2 separate regions of the Sus scrofa genome follow, and region 2 is linked to region 1. Evidence: chromatin contacts called from public promoter capture Hi-C data. All regions are on one chromosome and are shown on one strand. Each heading gives the region's core, a stretch centred on a gene start, on an enhancer-like site or on the middle of the called end of the contact. The rest is flanking DNA. Distances are from core to core; before and after follow the strand shown. Region 1 holds the start of ACVR1C (activin receptor type-1C). Region 2 holds the start of ACVR1 (activin receptor type-1).

Region 1 (7,163 bases), core at 4-2,503:
GAAATGAGAACAAAGTCTTTTTATGCTTAGGAATGTTTTGTTTCAGCCAAGGTGGTGATGGCAGAGGTGAGCTCCTCCAGACTGCCACCATCATGCATGAAAATTTCGACAAATATCACACCCCCAATACTGTGATTCTTCAATGAAGTCAATCGTATACATCATTTCACGTAGGTCTTTCATAAGCCTCAGAAAGAACATGCACCATTTAGAGCTAAACTAGGTGAAGAAGCAAGTAATATCACTTACTATAAGGCAATTAATTTATATGACAACCACTTTTCAAAGAGCACCCTAACAGCAGCAATAACATCAGTACTGGATCCTTGGTTTTTTGTGCTCTTCAGTTTAAAATAATCCCTTTCACTCTAATGTACAGGGTACAGACGTGTATTGAATTTAGGCTGATTTCTATTAATTGGTAACACTGCCCTTATATTGTCAAACACAATCCACATGAGAGGGACAACCATTTGATATTATGCCCCTGGGATTTAAAAATACTTAAGTTTCTAATATAATATTTAAGTCATTCTTTACCTCCCCTTGAACCTTATGTATGATTCTAACTCGCCCCTCATTTTTTCAATTGCTGAAATTGTAGTTGCTGAGATATTTTCCGTGGACCGGTCCTCCATTTCCAAACCTGGCTTACACACTGAGGACGACCACATCATCTGGCGCAGGTAGTACAGCTTCTGTAGCCAATCATAGAGGGAGGGTAGCCTGAAGGCGCGATATTAGAGACCAAGTGCATTAAACCAAACCTGTAAGTAGCCGAGGCTGTGGGACAACTGGTTATTTCTAGGGCTGGACAGAGAGGGCGCCCGTCCACAAACGCTCGCAAAGCCAGGATGTGGCGGTGTGAGGAGTCCGGCAGGAATACCCAGGGTGTCTCAGGGCTCATTCTAGTTAGAAAACATTTAGGACATTGGTGACAAATGAGTATCAAGAGACCCGGACGTGTGGATCTTCTGTAGGAGATTACCGAACGGACCACCAGAAGCAATTGCTGCGGGTTTAAGTTTTGCTAAAGTCTCTACAGGGCTTTCCCTCTTCTCCCAGCGTATACAATCTTGCGGGTTCCGCGCCACCCCACTTCCTTTCTTACCCCTCACCCCCCCGCCCCGCCTCTGGGAGATATCCCTGCCTTGCCAGCGGGCAGCCTTTGCCCGCCTGCGGGACAGCGACAGGCCCCGGGCAGCTGCCAGAGGGCCCAGGGGGCGGAGGCGCGGCAGGGGCGGGCTCTGTCGCCCCACCGCCCCCTGCCAGCCCGACTGTGGGGGCCAGTGGCAGGAGCTCCGCGCACGCCAGCCGCAAGGGGTAGGGATGGGGGAGTCAGGGGAGGAGGGCGCCCACGCGGATTAGAGCGGAGCGCACACTTCAAAAAGGTGTTGGGCTGTGCTTCGCTCCAGCGCCCCGGGAACTTCAAAGCGGCCCGCGCTGCCCCGGCCGCCCCGCTCCGCTCTGGGGCCTCGCAGCCGGGGCGCGGCGCCTGATGGCCATGACCCGAGCGCTCCGCTCCGCGCTCCGGCAGGTTCTTCTGCTGCTCTCCACGGCCACCGCGCTCTCGGCAGGTATGACAGGCGCTTCTTGCCCGGCGCTCGGGAGGGTGGGAGTCAGAGGCGGTCTGTGGGTGGGCACCGGGTAGGGGAAGAAGGCTCTATGAGCATACTGACCTTCCTCTGGGCGGAGTGGAAGCGCCAGTTGATTGAGGGGGCGCGGGACAGGGCGCAGCGTGGGCACTTGAAGTCTGGCAGCCTTAGGGGTAGACAGGTGTGTTGGGATGAATCTACAAGAAGAGAAAAAGCTGCAGGACGTGTGGGCAAGGGATTAGGGATGAGGCGGGTGACAAATTGGGGGGCAGTTTGCAGCAGAGGGAGTAGGAGAGTGTTAGTGGGTGTGTGCAGGGCTGGGAGTTGGGTGGCACCGTGAGTTCACTTTTGCAGGGGCTGAGGGACGCTCGATGCTGAGCTCTGGAGAGCTGAGAATGATGGTGACACGGTGGTGGGAATGATAGAGTGGTGGCAATTCAGTCTGAATTATAGGAGATGAGGGATACTGCAAAAGCCGCTGGGGCCAAGCTCTGTAGGCGGGAGTGGGAGCCTAAAATCTGCGTGGTTTGCAAGGCACAGTGCTTTCGAGGTACGATCTTTACTAAGAGTTACGGCGGGGGGGAGGGAGGGGGGGATTTCTGGCAAGCGTCCCAGAGTTTATAACAGGTCTGTGCTTTGATAGGCTAAATAGAGCCCTCCGCCCGAGCTAGAAATTAAACATTTCTTTATAATGTTTACTAGAAACTGGGGCAAATACATCTTTGGTAAAATCTTAGTGTGCTATGATGAAAAATCCTTTAACTCTAAAACTTTTCATTATAACAATATTCGGGTTGTGGAGAGAGACCAGGAACAGATTCCTTGCTAACTCATTCTTTAAACATTTTAATCAGACATTTGCACATAAAAACCTGGTGTTTTCTTCATAGAGCTGTACTTTGTCCAAAGCTGATTTTGATGCATTCTTGTTTTTTTCAGATGACAATCTGTTTGACATTAATAGCTATACTCCAGGGTGGGTAGTTTTCCTCATAGTGACATGTGTTGAGAATGTTTTGAATAGTATGATTGCTGTCATGTGCAGATTTCAGTGTTTCAGATGGCTCACAAATACAGTATTCAAATGAAAATTTGATTATCAACGATCAACTGATACAATACAAGGTCGAAAACATTTCCATTATCTTTGAAAAGGCACAGCCTTTTAGGAGAGCAGTTACACAGAGATTTGTTAGGAAGGTGATAGGATAAAGAGGAATATTTGCATTCAGAGTTAGTAAATTCATCAATAGGAAGAAAAATGACTATGAGAAAGTCTTTATAAGAAACGGGTCAAAACTCCACTAACTTGGGATGGTCAAAATGCTCTTGATGATTTAGTCATATCTACATATACAAGTCTTCTGGACAGCATAGTTTTGACTGGAAACTTGTGAAATAATGCCTCCAAAGGCTATTTGTACAACACTTTTTATTTTAGGGAGCTAATAACTTTGTTACAGACATTTCAAAAATACAGTCAATTATTTTTATCTAGTTCAGAATATGCATTTTGTTATAGCATAGAATCTAGAAAATTCCAGAGACCCTGGGTACAGCAACATAGGATAACATGCCCTGTGATGTTCTTTAAAGGCATGGAAATTTTGACATTGAAGTGTGCAAAAAAGAAAAAAATCATCCATTCAAACTTGATTGTTTTCTTAAAATTTGAAGGTTAAGAAAAATGCCTGATATGGAGGTAGTGGCATTATCACAATATGGATAATAGAGTGTCAATATAGTAGAGAAGTGCTTATCAAAGTCAGAACTTTTACAATGAACTTTTCTATGGCAAATGCAAACACTTTCAAAATCTCCTCTAGAAACTTTACTCATCTTTGTATCCCACAGAGGAAATATCTATTGCAATCTATATTTTTGACTCTCAATTCTTATGCAGATTTTGAGTATTTAATAGTATTCAGGTAGTTTATTTCATCATTTAAATAGTTTTTCTCCTGTGGTTCCTTACATTATTTTTGACCCAGTCACTTTTACAAATTGCATTGTTAGTCATATTGACCATTTATGAAGCTGTGCATGCCATTGTTGACATGTTATATGAGAAGTGCTGTTGATGCAATGACAGCAAAACTGTGTGACAGAAAACACCACTTTCCAATTTGGCTCTGCCAAGGACCAGACCTGAGACCTTAAATATCTGAAGACATTGATAAACCAATAAACTGTTTTGCTTCGGCTGTTCTCCCCCAGCATCTCTATCACCTTAGGCACATCAAGCATTGACAGCAAAGAAATCACTGCCCTTTGATGAGGCTCTTGGAGGGTAACCGCTGCTTTGGTGGAAATTTAGAGAAAATATTTATTGGTCTGGACTAGCTAAACAAATTAAGCTGCTCTGAGTTGCTCTAACTGCCTAGTTTCTGGGTTGCTTGATGTTTGAAAGAAAGACCTGACATGACTCACAACATTTATTTAGTGTACTAAACAAAGAATTGCCAGAAAATATCCTGGAGTTCTCAAATCTGAAGCTGTCACTTGAATGTTATAAGCTTAACACATGGAGCATTCTCTACTAATTTCATGAAACTTCTTTGTCTTCTGGTTGGAAAGGGAATTATTAAGAGTCTAGAAGCCTAGGTATTATTACCTTAGAAGTGAAAAGATTTAATAAGTAGGGTAGGTTGGGGGTTTCAGGTTTTTTTTCCCCCCACTTGAGAGCAGTTAGCAATTCCTACTATAATCTTAAATAATTACAGATCTTAAAGCTGTGCTGGAAGTGAAAGTGAAAGCCTTGGATTGACTGGGTTTATAATGCAAAAGATGTCACCTTTGCCCTCCTTTAAGCATAATCTTTTATGGGTTGATTGACACAAATGTGGCAACAGGCTCCTGGGTTCCAAGGAAGAGACTTCTTTGGCTTGGGAGAAACTCTGTGCAGAAGTCCTTGGTGGCAAATTTCTTCATTGACTATACTGCTTTGAACCCGTTTTCTAACCTCAAACTTACAGAAGCGTAAATTAAAGTTTCTCCAATTTTCTACAATCATCCAAAAATAAAGGATTGGAGTTGTGAGAATAAGAGAGATACAGAGGATGACATCACATTTTGACTCAAGCAATAGAAGAATAGACCATTAAGTAGGATGAGGCAGACTGCAGGAGGAACAGGTCTGGGGAGAGATGGGGCATTTGGATAGCTGGAGCTCAGTTTGGGGTATGTCAAGTTTTAAATATCTATAGGCCCTGGAGTGGAGAGGTCAAGACTGGTTTTACAGGCATTGGAATTCAGGGGATAGGTCTGGCCTGAAGATTAAAAATCAGGAGCCAAAGTTAAATTACAGATAATTTTAATCGACACATTAAAGTAGAGTCACAGATTTAGTGAATCACAGAAAGCACAGTTGAACTGAATTTTAAATAAACAACAACCAATTTTTTAATGTAAGTATGTTACAGATATGACATGGGACATACATATATTAAAAATTAATTGCTGTTTACCTCCAGTTTAACTGGGCATTCTGTACTTTTATCTGGCAACCCAACATTAAACAAAAATTATGGTGAATGAACTGCTGATATGTATTCCCAGCTCTTGCATTAGAAAATACATATATTTTCTAGTCCTCATCTCTCAAGACTTATGTTCTAGCTTTGCTGCCATCCCTATACATATCTCTGATTGGGTCGCTACCAGCTCTTTGCACTGGATGTCTTCACTGCTTCTGAGTAAACAGGGAAGGATACCCAGCCTTTCCTAACCTTGTTTGAGTACCTAAATAGGAAAGTATGTGTGAAAAAGACTCTCTAGACTCAGTGATTTATTATTATGCATAAACAAATGATTTATTGTTATGTGAAAGCTGTTGGTTTCACCCAAAGTTATGGCCTTTTGAATGTGAATGTTATTTTCAAATGCATTTTTAGAGTACAGGGGAACTGGTTCTAGGACCCTCCAAAAACCAAAATTCAAGGATGCTCAAATCCGTTATGTAAAGTGGTGTAATATTTGCATATAACCTCCCTATGTCCTCTGAATCATCTCTAGATTACTTATAATACCTAATACAATGTAAATCCTATGTAAATAGTTGTAAATACTATGGAAAAAACTATGTAAAGAGTTGCCAGCATGCTGCAAATTCAGCATTTGCTTTTTGGAACTTTTTGGAGTTGGTTGGTTGTATCGGCAGATATAGAAGCTTTGGTTACAGAGAACGGACTGTATTTTCCTTTTGAGTAAACATTCATGGGTTTCTCTTTACGGGAAAAACTTTTAGGCAGTAGTTGAGATCCAGTTTGTTTAATTTTTCTTGGTAGTACTTGCATCTCTCTCTCTCAATCTTGCTTTCTTTTTTTTTTTTTTTGTCTTCTTGTCTTTTCTAGGACCACATCTGTGGCATATGGAAGTTCCCAGGCTAGGGGTTCAATTGGAGCTGTAGCCGCTGGCCTATGTCAAGCCACAGCAACGCGAGATCGGAGCCGAGTCTGCGACCTACACCGAAGCTCATGGCAACACCGGATCCCTAACCCACTGAGTGAGGCCAGGGATCAGACCCACAACCTCATGGCTTCTAGTCGGATTCGTTAACCACTGAGCCACAAGGAGAACTTCCAGTACTGGCATCTGTTGTTGTGAATAAGAAAAGGTTAAGAGGAGAGGAGAATGAATATAGGCACACAGGAGCTGATAATCTGACACACTTTGAGATTCCAGATCATGTTCCCAAGGCAGTGATTTTGAGCCCTCCTGGAGAGTGGCAAGGATATATAACTATCAGCCAGAGGCTGTTCAGTTCCTGCTTTAGCTAAGTCTCAACCACCAAATAATTAGCATTGGCTTCATTTTTAGATTTGTAGAAGAAAAGTGTCCTATACATGAATAGCTGTAGGCATGGATCATTAAAAAGCTCAAACAGATATGTTTATATGCATATTGTTTATTGTAATAAATAATCAAATGAGGGTTAATTTGCAAATATCAATAGAAAACACAGCTACACAGAAACAAAAGAAAAATTCTAAGTACAAAGTATGTACTATCTATCATTCTTCATCATTTATATCAGTGAATAGCTGTGAACTTTTTTTTTTTTTTGGATTTTTCATTGCTTAGGACTCCATGTTTAAAATTTTTCATGCCCACAAGAAACTCACCTTAGGGCAAAGGACACACATAAATTGAAAATGAGGGGATGGAAAAAGATATTTCATGTGAATGGAAAATGTATAGTACTGAGAACTATGTCTAGGTACCTACAATGGAGCATGACAATGGGAGAAAAAATTATGTATACATGTATGTGTAACTGGGTCCCCAAGCTGTACGGTGGGGAAAAAATTGTGTTGGGGGAAATAACAATTAAAAAATTAAATAAAAATAAAATAAAATAAATTTTTTCACAGCTAATAGTAAAAAAAACCTCAAAGTTTATATTCTTTAAGAAATTGGAATAATACTGGGATAAATTCATAGATGATATACAACCCCCCCTTTTGCTAAAGGGACCTAAGAATACCTAAATACTGTCTTGGTTCAGCTGTGCCTCTTCTCCAGGCTAAGAGAGGTTACTAAGGGGGCATCTAGAAAAGGGAGGGAAAA
Region 2 (6,714 bases), core at 1,879-4,378, 360 kb before region 1:
ATCCCATCAATATTCTTCTAAATAATTTGCTTCTGAAAGTTGATATATATAACTAACTTGTTTTTGCTTTGTAAGTTTTAATAAGCCATGTTCTTTTATACCACTATGTAAGGAAAACTCTTGGGGCCGAAAAGAAATGGCTTCAAGATGAGAGACAATCACTCAATGTAGTTACTTAGATATTTTAAATGAAATGATTTCCCAAAGTTACGATTTATATTCTGAATCGCAATCTGCAAAATTTTATGGAATAAATTCTCCCAATTTTATAGGAAAATATTATACAGGACTCAGGTTGCTCAAGACCCTGTTTCCTAATAGTTTTTGAAAGCTGTTGACTTTTAGAAATGAACATGTTGATCTGGGCGTAAAGGAGGAGGATATGCAGAAAACAGAAGAGTTGCCAATTCACAATGCAGCAGGCAATTAATTAACAAGAGTCGTGCTCCTTGAAACATATGATGGAGGAGATCTGTGAATCTTAGAATAACAGAAGATATATTTCCTCCAAGTTATTTTACTGGTGTGATTTTCCAATGGATTAGATGTCAGGGTAAGGCAGTGGTTCTCAACTGAGAGTCATCTCTAGGCCCACCCTCAACCCCCTAGTTTGGCAATGTCCAGAGACATTTTTGGTTGTCACAACTGTGGAGGGTATCCTATTTACATCGAATGGATAGAGGTCAAAGATGGTGCACAACCACTTACACTGCACAGGACAGCACACCACAACAATTATCCAGTCAAAGATGTCTATAATACCAAGGTTGAGAAACCCTGGATTAAGGTATCCAAGCCAAAGGACTATATTGGGGCTTTATCCTTGTGTGAGTGGGGCTTGTGTGAAGGGCTGTATTCTTGTGTATATTCTTGTTTTACACACACACAATTACTCAATCAGTTCATCTGTTACAAGGTCAGAAGAATTACCCAGAATCCTCCCAGAGAGTCTCCTGGAATACAACCTTAGTCACAAGAGGGTTGAGTTAGAGGGCTTTGCATTGAGCCAGCCACATAATAAAGAGATAAAAGGAACAGTTGAAAGCATAACAGGGTTCATTAGTTCATTTATTCACTTACTCAGCAAACCTTTACTGTGCCACTCTGTTAGGGATGATGATACACAGTAGACATAACCAAACCTGGTCCTTCCCCTCAGGGAGCTTACAGCCTAGAGGATACTATAAAGGTTCCTAAGAAGAGGTCAGTAACTTGAAGACTCCAAAAATGGACCGGACTGAGGCATATTTACACAACTTGGGAAGTTCCCACATGTATGTAATCTCATTTGAACTACACAATAAACCTCATGAGACAGGCTATATTCCCTGTCTCACGTTAAAAATGTGTCTTGGGTTAAAAACGTGCCCAAGATCATACAGTTTTTAAGTGGCAGGGCTGACACTTAGGTCTCTGTCACATTGTTCTACAGAGGGAGGATACATACAAGGATTCTTGTTTGATTGACCTGGAATTTCTTCTCCTGTTTCTCACCAATCATAAAGCCCTTCCCCTTATGGAAAAATGCCCCAGCCTTCTGCATCTTTGTGCTTATATAATACCTAGGTATTCTTTTCTAGCAGTTTCATGTATATTTGCTTTGTGTTTCTAATTAAATTGTCAACTCCTGACCTGCAGGGACCAGATCTTCCATTTTCTTTGCAACCTTTTGCAGTACAGCAGACAGTCACCCAGTAAATGCCTGCTGCATGAATGAACCTGCAGAGATAAAAATACTTTATGGTATTCCCAGTTATTGGTTTCACGCTTATATTTGGCTTTGTGATGGGGTTATACATTCTAAACTTCTAGAGGGTAGAGAAAATGGCCTGGTGCTTTCCTTACACTCTGCAGGCACCATGCAAAATTCGATCCTCGCATGCCTTTTTGATGCTCTGGATAATATTAGAACACTGGAGTGTTTTTGTGTATCCAAGGACCGAGGTTGTCAGCCTCTCTGTGGCGGGGAATGTTCCTTCCTTTCCACTGTAAGCTCTCATGGCGCCTAGGACAGCGGTAGGTTACCGCAGACCCCCGCCCCTGTACCCCCCCATTTTTTTTTTTTTTTTTTTTAAATAAGGAGGTGTACTGCGAAAATGGCAAGCTCTTGCATAACCCCAGACCTTGAGGGGAAATGAGCAAAGTGGAAGGGGATTTGAAGGCAGGTCAGAAATGGCCTGGATGAGAATGCCGAGGCTTCTCTGTGAGAATCCAGTCGGCCAGGCAGGACTCCAACCGCTCGCAACCCGCAGTCCCGGGCCGGGGAGGCAGCCCGCCCGCCGGCCCGCCCACCCCGCGCGCCCCCGGGAGCTGTCCAGACAGCCCCGCCCGCGCCTACCTGGGCTCTCACCCCGCCGTGCGGCCTCTCTGCCTCCCACCCTGGCCGCGGGAGCCCGGCTCAGGCCTGCCCCGCCGCCTCCCCGCCTCGAAGGAGCCCCGCGGGAGGCGCGCTCGCAGCCTCCTCTGGGCTGGCCAGACAGCGTGGGGCGCGCCGGGGGCGGCTCGGCCAGGCTCGGCGGGGCTCGGCGGGCTCGCCCCGGGCCGGGCGCCTGCAGGGGGCGCGGGAACGGCCCCGCCCCGCCGCCTTCCCTCTCCCTCCCGGCTCCCTGGAACCGCGCCGGGAGGAAATGATGTGTTGCTGCCTGGTTAATCACAGCTCCAGACACTCATTGGCCGAGCGCTCCGCAGCCACTTCCTTCTCCTCCTCCTCCCGCTCCTCCCGCTCCCGCTCCTGCTCTTTGCAGCCGCCGCCGCCGCCGCAGCCTCCCCCTCGGCGCTGGGGGAACTTTTCTACTCTCAGTGACCGACTCCCCCGCCGCCCCCCGGCCAGCCCCCACCCGGCCCGCCCCGCCCGCTGCAGTCCTCCCAGCCCTGTCCGCAGCGCCTCGGGAAGTTTATTCCGCCCGCCCTCCTCCCCTTCCTTCTCCTCCGCCTCCTCTTCACCCCGCCTCCCCTCCCTCCCCCGGCTCTTTTCCCGGGGTGGCTGCCGCTGCCGCTGCCGCCGCTGTCTCTGCCAGGCTGCTCCTCGGCCAGCCGCACCGGCCCCAGGGCTGGAAAGCCCCTGGCCCCCAGCACCGGCTCGCCGTACCCGCCCGCCGCAGCCGCCGCCGCCGCCGCCGCCGCCGCTCGGGGCCGGTCGCCCGCCCTCGGCCCCGCGGAGTTCCGGGCTCCCTCGCCGGCTGCACCGCCCCGCCCCGCCCCGCGCCGCGCCGACCTGCAGCGCCCGGCTGGCTCGCACTCCGCCTCCCCGGCTCAGCCCCCCGCCGCCGCGGGACCAGAGGTGAGGGCAGGTCGCCGGCCGCCCCTGCCAGAGACCGGAGGACCGTGGGAGGAGGGAGCCTAGGCAGGAGAAGGGGCAGGGAATGGGGGTGGGAGGGTGGGCGTCAGCGGTGCTTCCCCCTCGCTTTCATTCCTTTCTCCCCCAAGCCGATCCACTCTTGGTGGGGGAAGCAGCCGCGGAAAAAAACTGTCTTGCTGTGGCCCTGAACTGCCAGTGGGATATGGGAGAGGGCAGAGGCAAGGAGTGGGTGGTCGTGTGTGTGTGTGTGTGTGTGTGTGTGTGTGTGTATATGTATGTATGTATGTGTGTGCGCATATGCATGTAGTGAACTCCTTCAGGGTGTGCGCCTCTGACTTGTAAATCGATCTGGCCGCCTGGCCACGGGGCTCACCTTCCTAGCTGAGCTTCGTAGAGAGTAAAGGGATGGGCGAATCACCCCCCACCTTCAAAATATCCGTCTCTTCCAAGAGGAATTTTCTGCTGGAGAGACAGCCAATAAACTCTGCTCAATGCCCTCCCTCCCTCCGTTCTTCCTAGCTGCAGTTTCAAAAAGCTTCAAAGCCAGGAATGTGGGATTCATCTTCCGATCCCCAGAAGGCAAATGTGGTTACAGATGTTGCACGGTACTTTGCCAAGTTTAAAACCCTTCCTTCAACACTGTAACCAAAACAGTGAGGCTAGAACCTTGGGCGCGCTGATATATGTGGGCCTCGGACTGTTGGACTCACTAACCCGTCGGGTTCTTGAGTATCTCAGCTCTGCCCAGTTTGTGCCAGATCTGTCTCCCACTCAGCTCCGACCCCCCTTTTCCTCCGGAGTTTTGAACGCTCTTTGCAGGGGAGAGAAGCTATAGAGGAAGCTACTTAGGGAAAAAAAAACATTCAACCTCCTAGCAGAGGAAAAGTCTTGGTGAAAAAGTTGTGCTTAATACGGCTCTGGGAGAGAGGTAGCCAAGTAATACAGTGGATGTTAATTTTATTGGGCTTTCTTTGCTTTCTTTTTTGAAGTGTGTGTCTGTGATTGAGGTTAGATGATGAGAAAAGAAACTTGTTTCATAGAGATTTTTTGTATTTTCGAAAAGAAGCCCTGGCATTTAGACACAGATCAACCCAGTGGTTTTAAAAGAATCCTGTCCCAGAGATGCAGACTGCTCTGACAGCTCAAGGAAAGGCGGTGGCAAAAAATAGATACCACCTCCCTTTCCCCCCAAAAAAATTCTTCCTGGAAAGGTAGTGGTAAGAAATTTCAAGAGATGGGCTGATCCAAGTGGCGGGCCTTAAATGGAAACACTATAGTATGTCCTGGCACTTGTCTCTGGAGGTGGGTGGCTGGCGGTGGGGGGTGGGGGTGCGGCTTGGGCAGCCAGCAGACACCACCAGACTTGTGCTGACCTCATACACTGGCCTCTCCATCCACTTTTACAGTATGCTTGAGTATGAAGTATGAGTCCTCTGCATTTCACTGATGGGGACACAAGGCTCAAGAGGCTATCTTAGGCCTGGACAGGACTTGAATCACCTGGCTTCCAAGACCAAATCACTTTTGTGTGTGTGTGGTGTATGATTCAGTTGTTTTTGTTTTCTGCCCTGGGATTAAAAAAACAAGGCTTTTGAGGCTGAGATGTGTAGGCCTTAGATTGATGGAATTGTGTTGGGTAATCTAATTTCTACTGTCGCCCCTTGTAAAAATACTCAAAGGTGGTGAATGATGTTCTGATAAATTCTGGAGAGATGGCAAAAAATCAAGGGCCGGGATGGGTTCATTCTCTACGTTTCTAGCAGTATAAGTGTATTTTACCTGAATAGGAGAGAGTGGTTTTCAATAAAACTTGATATAGGTAGTAGTTGTACCACTTTTGTACCTTGGAAGAGAGTGAGCATTTGAATCTCAATAAGTTTCTTGTTACCTCTAAGTAACGTAAAAGAATACCAAGGATGGAGAGTAAAGATGGAGGTGTATGCCATCATCAGGAATGTAACTAATTCATTTCAGAAGTGAGGGATTTAATGGCATTAATAGTATAGTAATTTTTTTTAAAGTAGTGATTTAAATTTTGTGCAGATAGCAGTTATTGAATCAGTAAATGAAGACTATGCCTCTATCTTACCCTCGATTGCACTGAACTAGTCCTGTGGTGATCATGATAGGCTTTTAGGTAAGGTGGGTTGAGTAGTTTAGCCTTCTTAGGGAAGGAGGAGTGGGACAGAAATGGATTTGAAAAATGATCCTGCTATTCAAGGTCATGAGGTGAAGATAGAATCAATGCGTATATACTGTACTTTAGGCAAACAGGAGCTGGGTCTGGGAATTGTCCTCTGTGCTTGTTTTACCATTGGATCCCTGCCTCTTGATTTATTTTTATGTGTTAGAAAATTAGGGGGAAGTAAACTATTGATGGTAGCAAAATCCGTTGATGTGTTTTGAGTGAATTTAATGACAGATACGATGATTTGGGGAGGAGGGGGACTGGATACATGCCAGGCACCATGCTCAGCTCTTTACATGCCCTTTTTCATTATAACAAGCATATGACTTAGTATTATTTCATTCCTGTACAGTAAGAAATTGAGTCTTAACAGAATTGAGTTGCCCAAAGCTGTAGAGCTAGTCAGTGGTGGAGTGGGAATTTGAACCAGGAGTTTGTGGGACTCTGGAACCCTTGTTCTTGGCAGCTCTCACTGGTGTTTGCCAAATTTCATTCGTTCATATGTTGTCTTCATGAGTTTACCATAGCTAAGTCTATCTCACTTAGTCTATTAGTATTTTCCTTTAAAGCAACAACTCGTCTTAAAAAAAAAAAAAAAAAAAACCTTAAAGATACGTTTAAACCTTGAAAGATTGAAAGAATCCATCTTTTAAGAGGAAACAGTACATCACTGCTGTATTTGGAAAGCCAGTTCACTTGTATGATTTGGAGATATCCTAAAGATGCATTCATATTTTTATTGAAACCCAAATTCAGGATACTGAATACCTGTTGTGTGTGTCTGTGTGTGTGTGTGTCTGTGTGTACAACTGAGAGAGAGAGTATGTGTGTGTTGCAGGGACCTGGGATATGGGTAGGGTGGAGGAGGTAGGTAGATGATACATTAGTGGTTGATTTTCTGGTTTTTGGATTGAGTGATGGGTTCATGGGTGCTTACTTGATTTTTAGACATGATACATACTATTTTTTGGTAAAAAGATAAAATTAAGCACATAACCATGAACATAAATATTGATTACTTGGGGAATATTTCACTGCACTATTCTCACTATAGACTTAGCTTGGTGCCTGTGTGAAGTAGACACATAAGAACTGTTGGCTGATTGACAAGACCCCAGGTGATAATTTTAAAGCAAGCTGATTGTTGTCATACCGGAATAAGATTGAGGTATGCCACCCTTCCCCATTTTCTTCTGTTTCTATTCCATTTTCATTTCCAATATTGTGA

Evidence for each region. Promoter capture Hi-C pulls out the DNA fragments that hold promoters and counts their contacts.
Region 2: a contact with region 1 is called in a promoter capture Hi-C map of liver, with 3 times the contacts expected there. The contact joins the promoter of ACVR1 here to the promoter of ACVR1C in region 1. A contact is called at or near these places in 1 of 5 promoter capture datasets (liver) and 1 of 47 Hi-C or Micro-C datasets (embryonic fibroblasts).

The regions. Positions count from the first base shown.
Region 1 is chr15:64,523,419-64,530,581 of Sscrofa11.1, reverse strand. ACVR1C (activin receptor type-1C) reads left to right here and starts at 1,253. Exons shown (of 9, transcript XM_003133418.5): 1 at 1,253-1,577. The coding sequence starts at 1,499. It overlaps LOC106506249 (a long non-coding RNA gene), which reads right to left and starts at 1,796. Exons shown (of 5, transcript XR_001301435.2): 1 at 1,680-1,796; 2 at 768-908.
Region 2 is chr15:64,888,067-64,894,780 of Sscrofa11.1, reverse strand. It overlaps ACVR1 (activin receptor type-1), which reads left to right and starts at 3,128. Exons shown (of 11, transcript XM_001927798.7): 1 at 3,128-3,280.